2 separate regions of the Sus scrofa genome follow, and region 2 is linked to region 1. A link is a contact called in public Hi-C data. All regions are on one chromosome and are shown on one strand. The core of a region is the stretch at or near the end of the contact, and the rest is flanking DNA. Distances in the headings are between cores, read along the strand shown.

Evidence for each region. Hi-C and Micro-C count contacts between places; a contact is called where the count stands out from the background.
Region 2: a contact with region 1 is called in a Hi-C map of embryonic fibroblasts, with 3 times the contacts expected there. The contact joins two enhancer-like sites. A contact is called at or near these places in 4 of 47 Hi-C or Micro-C datasets (brain, embryonic fibroblasts, fetal skeletal muscle and 1 more) and 1 of 2 datasets of contacts at active chromatin or transcription factors (skeletal muscle).

Annotation. Positions count from the first base shown.
Region 1 is chr15:44,761,291-44,767,639 of Sscrofa11.1, forward strand. It overlaps WWC2 (protein WWC2), which reads left to right. Exons shown (of 25, transcript XM_003359464.5): 12 at 1,600-1,689; 13 at 2,815-3,434. Among named protein-coding and RNA genes, the nearest start is that of CLDN22, 40 kb to the right of the region's middle. Within about 2 kb of position 3,966, at least 7 of the 83 cell types and tissues checked have an H3K27ac peak or open chromatin away from gene starts, as enhancers often do. A contact at or near this core is called in embryonic fibroblasts, where this site is marked.
Region 2 is chr15:44,864,908-44,871,256 of Sscrofa11.1, forward strand. No RefSeq gene overlaps it. Among named protein-coding and RNA genes, the nearest start is that of CDKN2AIP, 18 kb to the right of the region's middle. Within about 2 kb of position 2,709, at least 17 of the 83 cell types and tissues checked have an H3K27ac peak or open chromatin away from gene starts, as enhancers often do. A contact at or near this core is called in embryonic fibroblasts, where this site is marked.

The DNA.
Region 1 (6,349 bases), core at 2,716-5,215:
ACTACACTGGTGCAGCTGTGAGTGTCCCCTTCAGAGCCAGAGGGAAAGAGGGAGGCTGTGTATGTGTGGGAAGCCGAAGTGGTCACAGCTGAAGCGGCAGGGCTGAGGGCCAAGCCTCCATCCCAAACAAAGCAGAGCTGGGTTCCCATCCTTACTCCACAGCTTACCTGCTGGGCCTTCCCACCCTCGGTTTCCTTATCTATAAAATGCAGTCAGTGGGAGTTCCTATGGTGGTGTGCAGCGGAAACGAACCCAACTAGTATCCACGAGGATTCAGGTTTGATCCCTGGCCTTGCTCAGTGGGTTAAGGATCCAGCATTGCCATGAGCTGTGGTGTAGGTCGCAGACACGGCTCAGATCTGGCATGGCTGTGGCTGTGGTGTAGGCTGGCTGGAGCTCGGATTCGACCTCTAGCCTGGGAACTTCCATATGCTTCATGTGTGGCCCTAAAAAAAGCACACACACAAAAAAAGTAAATAAATAAAATGCAGTTAATAATGATTTTACCCCACAGGGTTGTGGAGGTGGTTAAACAGGATAATCTACTTAGAGGGCCTGAAACAGTTCATGGCGTTGGCTGTCCCCCCCGCCCCCGCCCCCCACTTTTAAACTCTGCTGTGACTATGGGAATGTTCCCAAACTTGGGCAACATTTTTTTGAAGACCCCACTTGACTGTGGATGAAATCTCCTGATGATCCAGTGCAGGTGACGAGCTGTGCTGTCGATGGGAAAAGAAATCACTTGGATGTCTTCTTGCTTAAACAGTTCAGCCCAAATTGGCTCACAATGACAACATGGACTAATTTGTTTCTTCAACGCCAAAATTGTCATCAAAATAAGACTGAAATTTTTATCACTAAATATGATTTTGGAACAGTCCTTACCACATTCATTACTTAGATAGTCTTTTCTAATTTTCTGAATTGCTGTCAAATGTTTTAGTAATGGAACCTGAAGCCTGCGGAAGGATTCCATAAAAATAAGGATTTCTGATTTGGTTTTTTCTTGTTCTTTTCCTCCCCACTATCTTCCCTGAACTTGTGAGGTTTGTTTTGTTTACTTTGTTTTTTTTTTTTTGCTTTTTAAGGCCACACCTGAGGCACATGGAGGTTCCCAGGCTGAGGGTCCAGTCAGAGCTACAGCTGCTGGTCTATGCCACAGTCACAGCCACGTAGGATCCGAGCAACATCTGTGACCTACACCACAGCTCATAGCAGTGCTGGATGCTTAACCCACTGAGCAAGGCCAGGGATCGAACCCACAGCCTCAGGGTTCCTATTCAGATTAGATTCTGCTGCACCACTTCGGGAACTCCTGTTTACCCATTTTTAAGAAAGTTTTAGAATACCAGAAATTTAGAAATTCTCAGTAACACTGGCCACACTTGGTTCAGTGCTCTGCTTCACTCAGTGGCTGTGACAACTCTGCCCACTTTCCTTCTGGTGGGTTGTTCTGTTTTCTCTGTGTCAAGTTTATTCGAATTTCACAAAGCAGAAATAATAAAAATCTTTTTTTTCCCTTCAGTTTTCATACTTGATCATAGTCACATGAAAATAAGTTCATTCTTTTTTTTTTTTTTTTTTTTTTTTTTGGTCTAGATTGAAATTGGAAGAGAGAAGAAAAGAACTGCTACAGAAACTTGAAGAAACTACTAAGTTAACTACATATTTGCATTCACAACTTAAAAAGTAAGCCTGTTTGGTCTCCTTGAGGGGAAAATCTTTCTTGACTACATTCAGATATGTTTTAGTTCTTTGTACATTCTTTTTCTCTTTACTTTCAATGACTTAAAAGTAAGAAAATATTGGAGTTCCTGTTGTGGCTCAGCAGTAACCAACCAGACTAACATCCATGAGGACATGGGTTCTTATCCCTGGCCTCGATCAGTGGGTTAAGGATCTGGTGTTGCCATGAGCTGTGGTGTAGGTTGCAGATGTGGCTTGGATCCTGCATTGCTGTGGCTGTGGTGTAGGCCGGCAGCTGCAACTCCAATTCGACCCCTAGCCTGGAAACTTCCATATGCCGCGGATGCAGCCCTCAAAAGCAAAAAAAAAAAAAAAAAGTAAGAGAATATCTATACTAGTACAATTAAAATTTGGATGATCAAATTTAAAGTAGTAGAGATTTGGTTTTTGTTCTGTTTTTTGTTTTGTTTGCTTTTTTTTCCCCATGAACCCCAGGGTCCTATTTGGAATATGTTTGAAATGTATTGGGAAGAAGATGTATTTTGACTATCAGGACATACTTAGGAAAATGACACATTTCTCCACATTACCCATTCTTTTAAAAAGGAGGGGGTGGGGGGGATTTGCCCTAGAGTAACCCCATATTCACCCCTAAAATAGACACAAAAAGAGGAGGAAGGAGAGTGAGCCGTGGGGCCTTTGTCTTTAGAAGCCTGCCTTTTCCTCTCTCACAACAGAAAGTTTTATTCTTTAAGTAAAGTCACTGTATTAACCCTTTGTACTGTTGATACCCCCCCTTCTGTATTTTTTTAACTGCATAGTTGCTTCTGGATGTTTATGCAGATAGGTTTATCAATAGGTGTTTGATGCCTTTTTTAAAGTTTTTCTAACTTGTGCACAAGGGGCTGATTCTTAGTAAGAGTAGGGCTGCTGCTTAAAGAGTATGTAGGGAGCCAGGTTGGAAACGTTCACGAGGAAACACGGAACGTGCGATGTGAAAGCAAGTTCCTTTCCCCGGTCTTTGACTGTCCTTTGGTATCACTGGGTTGCCTCCCTCTCAGGTCCAAAGGAGCCGGCGGGGCTTTGCCGCATCGTCCCCGTTCTAACACGTGTGCTTTCCTCCCTCAGCCTCTCGGCCAGTACCCTGTCCATGTCTTCCGGGAGCAGCCTGGGCTCCCTGGCCTCCAGCCGAGGGTCTCTGAACACGTCCAGCAGAGGGTCGCTCAACTCCCTCAGTTCCAGCGAGCTCTACTACACGGGTCAGGGTGACCAGCTAGACGTGGATTATCAGTACAAACTGGACTTCCTCCTGCAGGAGAAAGGTGGTTACATCCCCTCCGGACCTATCACCACCATCCACGAACACGAAGTGGTCAAGTCCCCCAGCCAGCCCGGCCAGAGCGGGCCCTGCGGGGCCGTGGCCGCAGCCACAGGCCACGCTCCCCCGCTGAGCGAGGCCCCCAAGTCCGTGGCGTCCCTGTCCTCCAGGTCCTCCCTGTCGTCCTTGTCCCCTCCCGGCTCGCCCCTGGTCTTGGAAGGCACGTTCCCCATGTCTTCCCACGACGTCCCTCTACATCAGTTCGCCGCAGACTTTGAGGACTGTGAATTGAGCAGCCGTTTCGCAGATCTGGGCCTGGGAGAGAATCAGCTTTTGCTGGACTCCGACTCGGGGGGAGTGCCCCAGTCTCTCTCAGAGGAGAAGAGCCTCCCCGAATGTGCTCGGGAGCCACTGTTTGAAGGGCCTGCAGGTAAATGGAGACCCTGCTTTCAGTTCCCTCTCAGCCACGGTAAGGAGAAGGATTGGAGGTTATTTCTCCCATGGAAACAAGTGGTACCTGTCCCCCTTCTCCTGCTGCTGCTCCTTTTTTCATTTTGGCTTCATTTGGGAGTTCTTATTGCTATAAACCTACACATTTCTTCAGCAAATACGAATCGCCTTCCCCATTTAATAGATTTAATCACTAAGTATCCATTCTGTTGTCTAGTAGCCCACTTTGTAGGGCAGTTGCCTGGGAGCATATACACCTCAGGCTTCCAAATAGGTTTTGGTTCTGAAATACCGAGGCAACAGGACTTTCTTTTCAAAGTTGGCCTAAAACAGATTAAAACCAAGGCAATTAGCGTACCAGCTAATTAGTACCAAGGTTCAATGTTTGGATTGCTATGGGAATTCTATATAAATACAATTTTTGTTTCATGCCAGACTTTCCCTTTCTGCCCAAAGTTAATTTGGAGAAAGCCAGTCCCCATGCATGGTGTCACCCTGCCATCTTCTGGCCACAGTACTAGTTGCAGCCCAAGAAAGTGCAGTGGATTGAGTTCTTACTGCCACATTTGTACTCAGAGACAGAAACAGAGGGAGAATTTAATATTTTTTGAATTACTCACTTCTGGGAGGCAGAAGCTTTTAGCATGTTAGATGTAGTTGTAAAGAGAATGGGATGGCACTCTGGTTGGCAGATGGTCAAAGCTGTGGTCCGAGGAGCCCACCCCACACGAAAAGTGGAATAAACTCCAGCTCTGGTCCCTGGAGCCTGGCTCAGATCCATACGTGCTCCTGAGTCAACAACAGTCAAGGACAGGCCTCTTGAGAAGTATTTTCTTGCTGTTTCAAGAAGCATATTTATTTTGTATTTTTGACCCTAGGAGTTGGCCAATTCAGACTTTAAAGAGGTGGAGAGACGCAGCTCATTTGTGTGGTTTCAAATACTGAACTAAACTACTGCCTGCCAGTGGCCTGGGGCAGAGGCAGAGCACAGGAAACACCTTTGTGGTTTGTGTGCCACTCTCCTGGCAGGTGCCAAAGCTACAAGTGATGTCTTATTGAAATAATGAACCACAGAGAAAATGAGCACAGGAGCGGTGTTTATACAACGGCTCCAGCAAAGCAGGAACCTTCAGTGAGGCCTCATGCCTGCCTCCAAAAAGGCATGTGGTGTGTGGCACAGTCCTGCCACCCCTGGAGCCAGCCCCTCCTGTGCTAGAGTCTCGGTGGCCTTATTGACTGGCCGTGTTCCAGTGAGCACATTACCTAGTCTCTCAAGCTTGTTGTTCTTCATCTGCAAAGCGGGAGCTAGAGGGGGGTCCTGGGAGGGTTAATACTCCTAAACTGCTTCTGAAGCATCCAGCCCAGCCTGGCAGTTGGCACTCAGTTCACAGTAATTAATATTAACCATATGACACTAAGCAATGCAAACTCTGCTAAACCCACTTCCTGTTGCAAACGCTGGAATTTACAAAGGGAGGACAGAGCAAGAGAGGGAAGAAGTGGAGTGGGTTTGGGGCCATTCTTTTGTGCTTGAAGGCTTTCAGAGTTCTTGAGCATTTCCAAGCTGGTTTTGCTGTTCAGTCTGCTTGGAGGGGCCAGTAAATGAAGCTGGATGCTGGGGAAGTGAATGGGATCTGGGAGAACATAGCCCACGGTCAGCCTACCCAGCAGTCCTGAGGCACTGGCATCCCTGGCCTTCCTGCATCGTCTGCCTGGCCACTGGCTTGCCCCTCACCCTTAGTCTGCTCCTGTGTCTGTCCAGAGGGTCCATGCCTGGAGAACAGTATTTCAGGGCCTCCACGAAACAGCTCTTAATTTTTTTTTAATGCATATTGTATTAGAAAAGCACTGTTAAAAAGTTACACTAAGGGAAGAGGTTTGTGTGCAAATAATAGCGTTTCACGTATAAAGACAACTGAGAGCATATATTTAACCTTGAAGACTAATTCCTTCCAGATCAGGTCACCGGCACTGGGTCTCTTGGGGGATGTCTAACCTTGGCATGGGGGCGGGTAGCTCATGTGGTGAAACCCAGTCACTCCTCTGTTCTCTAGACTCTTGTGCAGGTAAAGTCGAATTCCTTTTCTATACCTTTGACCCCCTGGCACCAGCTCCTGCTGGATGGCAGAAATCAAGTTGGAATAACTCCGAAGTCCTTCCACAGTCAGTCTCTGTCATTGTCAAAGTCAATTTCAGACTGCTGTGGTTATTCCTGGGGGTAATCAATAAATCATGTCATCACCTTCACCCCTCACAAAGGGGGGTGGGCGGAGAGAAGGCACTTCATCATCAAGGAAAAAGCATTCCCACTGCCAGAAATAAAAGGGAAAATGCAGCAATCAATCCTGTAATCTGAAGCCTTAAAACTTAAACATCTTAACAAGATGTAAAGTCACGACTCAGAAGGGGGGCGAAATGCATACCAATACGGATCCCGCTCACTCGGCCGCCTGAGGATGAAAGAACGCCCCGGGCTCCAGCTTATTACCCGGGAACACAGCTTTAAAGGAAGGCTCCCTGCTCTCCGCAGGATGCCGGGCTAGGAATAGAGTCGGAGATAAAAGTGAAGTGGTAGTTGGTGCTAAAGATTCAGTAGCACAGAGTTTTTTAATGGTATTAGCCTGTGAGGAATGCTGTAAGTCAAAGACATTTTCTCTTTAACTTCTATTAGAGCAGCAGCTCAGGAGACGGAGACCATGGCGTGTGGAGAGGAGCAAAAGAGGTGGAAACCTTCCTTGCTGTTGAGCAGCTCCAGGCTCTCTATTGTAGAATTGTCTCCGTTGCTTGTGGGAGGCAGATAGTGTCCTAGCTCCGAGTGTGGTATCCACAGTGAGCACCAAAAAGAGAGAGTCCAGGGGCCCACAAGAATTCCTGCATTTATCCTTTCCCTTAAAA
Region 2 (6,349 bases), core at 1,459-3,958, 100 kb after region 1:
GAGGGAGCTGGGCTTCGCCCTGACAGACTTTCCACAAGCTCTTATAATGAATGTTGGATAGAGATGCAAGGGGTTCCCAGAGAAATAATCCTGGATCCCAAGCTGACTTCTAGACTCTCCTGGACTCTCTGTCTCCTTGGGAAGAAACCCCTTTAAGATAAATGTTCACTTTATTAACTGCCCTTTATAAATTCTTTCTGGTGAAGGCCATCCTGAGCTCCTAATCTGACAGAGGCGGAAGGTGTGTGCGTGCGTGCATGTGTGCATGTGTGTGTGAGAGAGAGAGAGAGAGAGATTAATTCAATACTTGCAAAAGGAGAAAGATTACATGGGGAAAATGTGCCTAATTGGTGTAAAAAAAGGCCACTGCAGTTCTTGGCACTGAGCCACCCTCACCCTAAGGGCCTTGGTACTTTAAGTATTTATGTCTCTCGTTACCTTCATAATTGGAAGGAGCCAGTCTGCTGACTGCCATCACTCTCCTCTGCATAGAGTAGCCGTGGGAGGTACAGTCTGACTCAAGGTCGGTTTGGGTCTGGAGCGCAATAGCCATTACTCCCATAGTTACTTGGCAGCGTCTGTGAGGTAAACTAGGGGCTTGAGTTGACGATGTGTGGCGCAAATGTCCACCTTCATTGGAACGACACCTCACTTCCTTGTCACCACCTCAGAGGAAAATGCTGAGGCTGGTTGGGCCTCATGACTATTAATTTCTATTACCTTTGAAGCACAATGAAAGAACATGAAAAAGCAGCTTAAACCCATTCCAGGAACATTAATCCACCTCTAACCACCACAGCAAAAGCAGGAACTCTGCATTGTACTTGGAGAGCACATCTGTGCCCAAGGCCCCTCAGAAACATTGAGAAACAGCACCTGCTATTTCTGACCATTACTGTTCCCTGCATTCGGATGATTCCTCTTGGCTCCGGATGGAAGTGCCCGGTTGCCTGACCTCCCTGAAACTTCTTCCTCCTCCCCATCCCCCCTAGAAGGGACACATTAAATTACGGCCATCCTTTTTCATCTGTACGCTTGGCTACCACTGATGGAAGCAGCCCTAAGGTTGAGGTGTGAGCCATAGTCATGACTTCTGGTGACTGTTCCCACCAGCCCCAGCCTAGAAGGATGGAGGCAAAGAGTAAAAAGGAGCAGAAAGAGGAGAAGAGAGGGGTAAAGGCAGGATCCTGGGTGTGGCAGTTTGAAAACATGACCCCAGGGAGTTCCCATTGTGGCTCAGCAGGTTATGAACCCGACTAGTATCCATGAAGATGTGGATTTGCTCCCTGGCCCTGCTCAGTGGGTTATAATAATGTCATAATAATGGCTCACAGGCGTGTGCTGTGGTGTAGGTGGCAGACACATCTCAGATCTGGCGTTGCTGTGGCTGTGGTGTAGGCTGGCAGCTGCAGCTCCAATTTGACCGTGGCCTGGGAAAATTCCATATGCCTCGGATGTGGCCCCAAAAAGAAAAAAAAGAAAACGTGGCCCCAAATTCTCTGATACTGCTTCAATCAAGTGGCATCTCTACCCTCTACTCCTGAACTTGACCCCAGCAACTATGTAACCAGTAGAATACAGTGGGTGCAAGACAGCTGAAGTGCCAATTTCAGGCCCAAGCCTTAAGAAACCGAAAACTCCCACTTCCCGTCTCTTGGGACTCACTCTTGGGAACCCAGGAGGCAGACTGAGAAAGGCCGAGCCCATGGTGGAGAGGCCCTCAGGGACAGGAACCATGGCCCCAGGCTCTCAGCGCCAGCTGAGCTCTCAGCCAACAGCCAACTCCAATTCTCCAGATGTGTGCCAATGCCATCTTGTAAGTGGATCCTCCAGCGCCCCACCTGTCCCAGCTGATGCCACATGGAGTCGAGATGAGTCCTCTCTCACACCCTTGATGCTGCATTTACACACTTTGTGCAGTGTTCTTTTACAAACCAATACAAACAGCATTTCCCAAGTAAAAACATCCTTTCTAAATATGCTTTTATTCCTTCCTTATATAAGTGGGAGAAAACCACGACTGTCCACACTGAAAGAGGCTTGGGGGGATTGGGCCCACTCTCTTTGCCTCAGAGCCACCTCTGCGCGGTGGCTCTAGAACAGTCGTGCCCACTTGGACCCGCCTGCGCTCGAAGCCCGAGCCTCACCCGCCATCCCGGCTCTTTGAGCGCCACCCAGTGGCCTCAGGGCGGAACATCCCGCAAGCTCAGCGCGGCTTTGGCGTAAAACAGCCCTTTGTGTTCAGAAGGCGCTTTTTCTGCCAAAGCAAACCGCAGTGTGTTACAACTCCTGGAAGAGCAATCCTGAGAAACAAAGCCCTGATTTTTTTTTTTTAGAGCAACAGTGGAAACCAGACCCCACTTCCTTCCTCCAGGATGAGGGCTTTATTGATACTGGTGGAATCGGTCATCTTGTTTCAGGGTTGACCTGCAGCCATCCTGTACTCAAGAGAGTGAGAGAGGAAAAATATTTAAGCTCTCCCAGGGGTCTTATCAAAGGTTTTTCTGTTTGGATTACCAAATTGTTACAAAGGACTCTCTTATGGGTGTTTCTTTCTTTTACTTTTTTTTCTTTAATTTTTTTTTTTTTTTTTTTTTTTTTTGTTAACACTGAGCCTGAATTCCCTTCCCTGCCTGGTTGAGAGCAAGTGAGCCTGGGGACCTGGTGAGTGACACTTGTGTTTTCTGTGCCCTCCTGTAGGGGGAACAGCAGCCCTGCTCAGCAAGGAAGCTTGCACTCTGGCTGCGGTGACCAAGTGGATCTGTGCAGTGGGTACTCCATGATGGATTCAATTTCTCATAAAGGAATTTAGGAGAAACCACTTCAAAACAAAGGCTTAGCCAAACTCAAAAATGAAAAGTCCATAATTATTATGCAAAGGAGGAGGGAGGGCACTCCCCTCCAGATGGTTCCCAGCACTACCTTACTAGCTGTAATTGAGCTATTTACCCCTGGAAGGCACCGCATCCCCTGCAAAATGGCGATGACAGTAATACCTACTTCGTCGGAGTATTGTGAGTTTTAATGAGATAAGAGATATTTAATGGTTCTGAATTTTATTCTAAAACAAGCAGTATGTTTTAAATGCCACATTCTAAATTTTTCTAAGTTAACTCTCCTGCAGAGGGAGAAATTCAACCTCAGTCATGTTGGGGGTCTCCTCCCATCTCCAGGATCACACAAGAATCACTGGCATATCTGTGGTGGCCAAAAAACCAGAGTTGGGCTCTAGCCTGTGTCCATCAGAGGTCAATGCCAAGATGTATTTTGTATCTCCAGCCTGGTCCCTAAAGACTGTCAACCAGGCCCCTGAGTATAAGGCGGGGTGGTGCTTGCATCTCTATTACGTATAGAATCCACTCAAATGGGTGTTCCACTGCCAGCCCAGAGGAAACTTCTCCAAGCCTCATGTCGCTCTGCCACCTCCCACCTCTTCCCTTCCAAGACTTCAAAGTCTGTCCTCTGCCTCTAAAGAAACATCTCCCACCATCTCCACCACGAGACAAGAGAGCCCAAACTTGGGATGGTAAACAAGGAGGAAAACAACAGGAAGAACAGCAACTCAAAAAAACTCAAATATCTCAATAAACCATCCTGTAGACAGTAGCACAGGTACACAGTAAACCTTCAAGGGCTGGTAATGACTGTCACTGAGCCAGAGGCTGGATTTGGGACCACATAATTATTGTCACTAATACTGTACTGCTGCTTTCAGTGTGGCCCATTCACATATCTGTTTTATCCACAGAGGTGCCCTGGTGGTCTGGATCCAGGGGCAAAGTGTTTTGGGGGGTTTTTTTGTCTTTTTTTTTTTTTTTTTTTTTTTTTGCCATTTCTTGGGCTGCTCCCACGGCATATGGAGGTTCCCAGGCTAGGGGTCGAATCAGAGCTGTAGCCACCTGCCTAGGCCAGAGCCACAGCAACGCAGGACGCGAGCCGCATCTGCAACCTACGCTCACGTCAATGCTGGATCCTTAACCCACGGACCAAGGCCAGGGATTGGACCGGAAACCTCATGGTTCCTAGTCGGATTCGTTAACCACTGCCCACAACAGGAACTCCCAAGGGGCAAAGTGTTTTAGTTTTTGTTTCTTTTTTGGCCGCCTCTCAGCATATGATGTTCCCAGACCAGGGATCAGATCCAAGCCACAGCAGCGACAACCCCAGACTCTTAATCCACAGCACTGTGCCCGGGGATCAATCCTGCATCCCAGCTCTCCCAAGACTACGTGGCTGAGCCCATTGCACCACAGCAGGAACTCCCAAAGTTTCTATTTTTTCAGTCCCTGGAGAGATAATTCGAACAGGCAGTGGTGTTTAAGTGACTGCCCTTGGGGAGCTCTCACTGCAGACTTTTTTGCCCAAGCGGATGACAATGGCAAGCGAGTCCGGTCAGGAGCCTGGGCGGCTCTAGGGCTCCCACAAAGCGTGGCTCTCTGCTCAGCCCCTCCCCCTGGGGCAGTTCAGTTACATCCTTATGGTCTGAATGGCATTTCATTCATAAACCCTGAGGTGAAATTTAGAAGGAAAACCCTTTATGTAATTTAGTTAAAATGTCCATATGTTGAAATGAATTGTGTTCAGTAAATGAAATGGTACTTCCTCTCTTTCTCATACGTATTTTTTGTATTACATATGAGATAAAATACATGTATTTATATATAAAGTATATATCATATATAATTACAGTGGCATGTATGTATGTATATATATATATATATATATATATATAATCAGGTTCTAGCGGAACACAGAGTGACAAGTGTCTCTAACAAGTCACCTGGGGATCTCCCTGTTCCCTCCATTCATTTTCATCACTCCCACAACACACACCATCTGGGCCTTCCAACAGGCACAGGTGGAACTAATTATAAAATAGGATGAGGTTTTCACTACTTTCTAGTTCCTTTATAAACGGAGCTACTGACTACAGCGGCCTGTCAACCTGCTGATGAGAAAACCTTTCCAACGAACATTCTCTTCTACGAAGATCAAGAAAACTAGACCCACAGCCTAATCTCCTTACATCTCTCACCCTCCTCCCCTTTTTCAGACCAGCTACCAACATTTTTATTATTTTTTTTAATGGCCATACCCGTGACATATGGAAGTTCCCCAGCCAGGAATCGATTCCAAGCTGCAGCTGTGGCTTATGTTACTACAGCTGTGGTGACCATGGATCCTTTAACCCACTGTACCAGGCCAGGGATCAAACCCATGCTTCCACAGCAACCCCAGCTGCTGCAGTCAGGTTCTTAACCACTGTGCCACAGTGGGAACTCCCTGCCAACATTATTATTTTTTTCTTTCTTTTTAGGGCTCACCTGCAGCATATGGAGTTTCCCAGGACAGGGGTTGAATTGGAGCTGAAGCTGCAGGCCTACACCACAGCCACAGCAATGCCAGATCTGAGCTGCATCTTTGAACTACACCACAGCTCACGGCAACGCCAGATCCTTAACCTACTGAGCGAGGCCAGGGATTGAACCTGCATCCTTATAGATACTACTCGGGTTCATACTTAACCCACTGAGCCACAATGGGAACTCCCCAACATTATTTTTAAAGCCAATGATAAGACTCTGCCCTTGGCCAGTGCAACACTGCCCTCCATATATGCAGGTGCTGAAGCTTCTGAATCAGTCCCACTCACTCCCCTCAGCCTTAGCAAGTGAAGCAATGCAAAGGACTGTGGGGCCAGGTGCCCATTGGCCCCTCGGAGCTCCCCTGCTGCAGAGAACAGGGCTGAGAGTGACAGCTCGGGGGAGGTGGTGCACACAGACTGGAGGATTTGTGAAATTCTGACAAGCAAGCTGTGAGGTCAGTGGTGTTCACCCAAACCAGCTGGCAAGGTGGAGACACAATCTGTTTCTCATGGCAAACATCTGGAAAAAGAATGTTCTGTCTGCTGGTCCAAAAGACCACCCCCAAGCAGTATTTCTAATTACTCCTTTTCTGCACTGTTTTTGCACAAACTCCCTGAAGCCAGCTCAATTGGTTATTACTAATAGTCCCTGCTTTACACTTGCTCCAGTGCACAGGAAAAGAAGCAAACCTTTCCAGTTCATTTCTTCAAGTCAATATCACCCTGGTACCAACATCTGACAAATATCTTGCCAAGCGCACACACACAAGACCAATTATCATTTACAATGGATGCACAAATTCTAAATAAAATACTAGCAAAATTATATGGAGCAAAAGTGAAAATGGTACAGGTGGGTCCACTCTATAACTTCAGCCAAAGAGGGTGTTCCAGGTGCACTGCAAGGGAATGGTGTATATGAAACTTTCAGCCAGGATCCACCTGTACCATCACTGACCTTGAGGGAGAATGGGCCTGATGAGC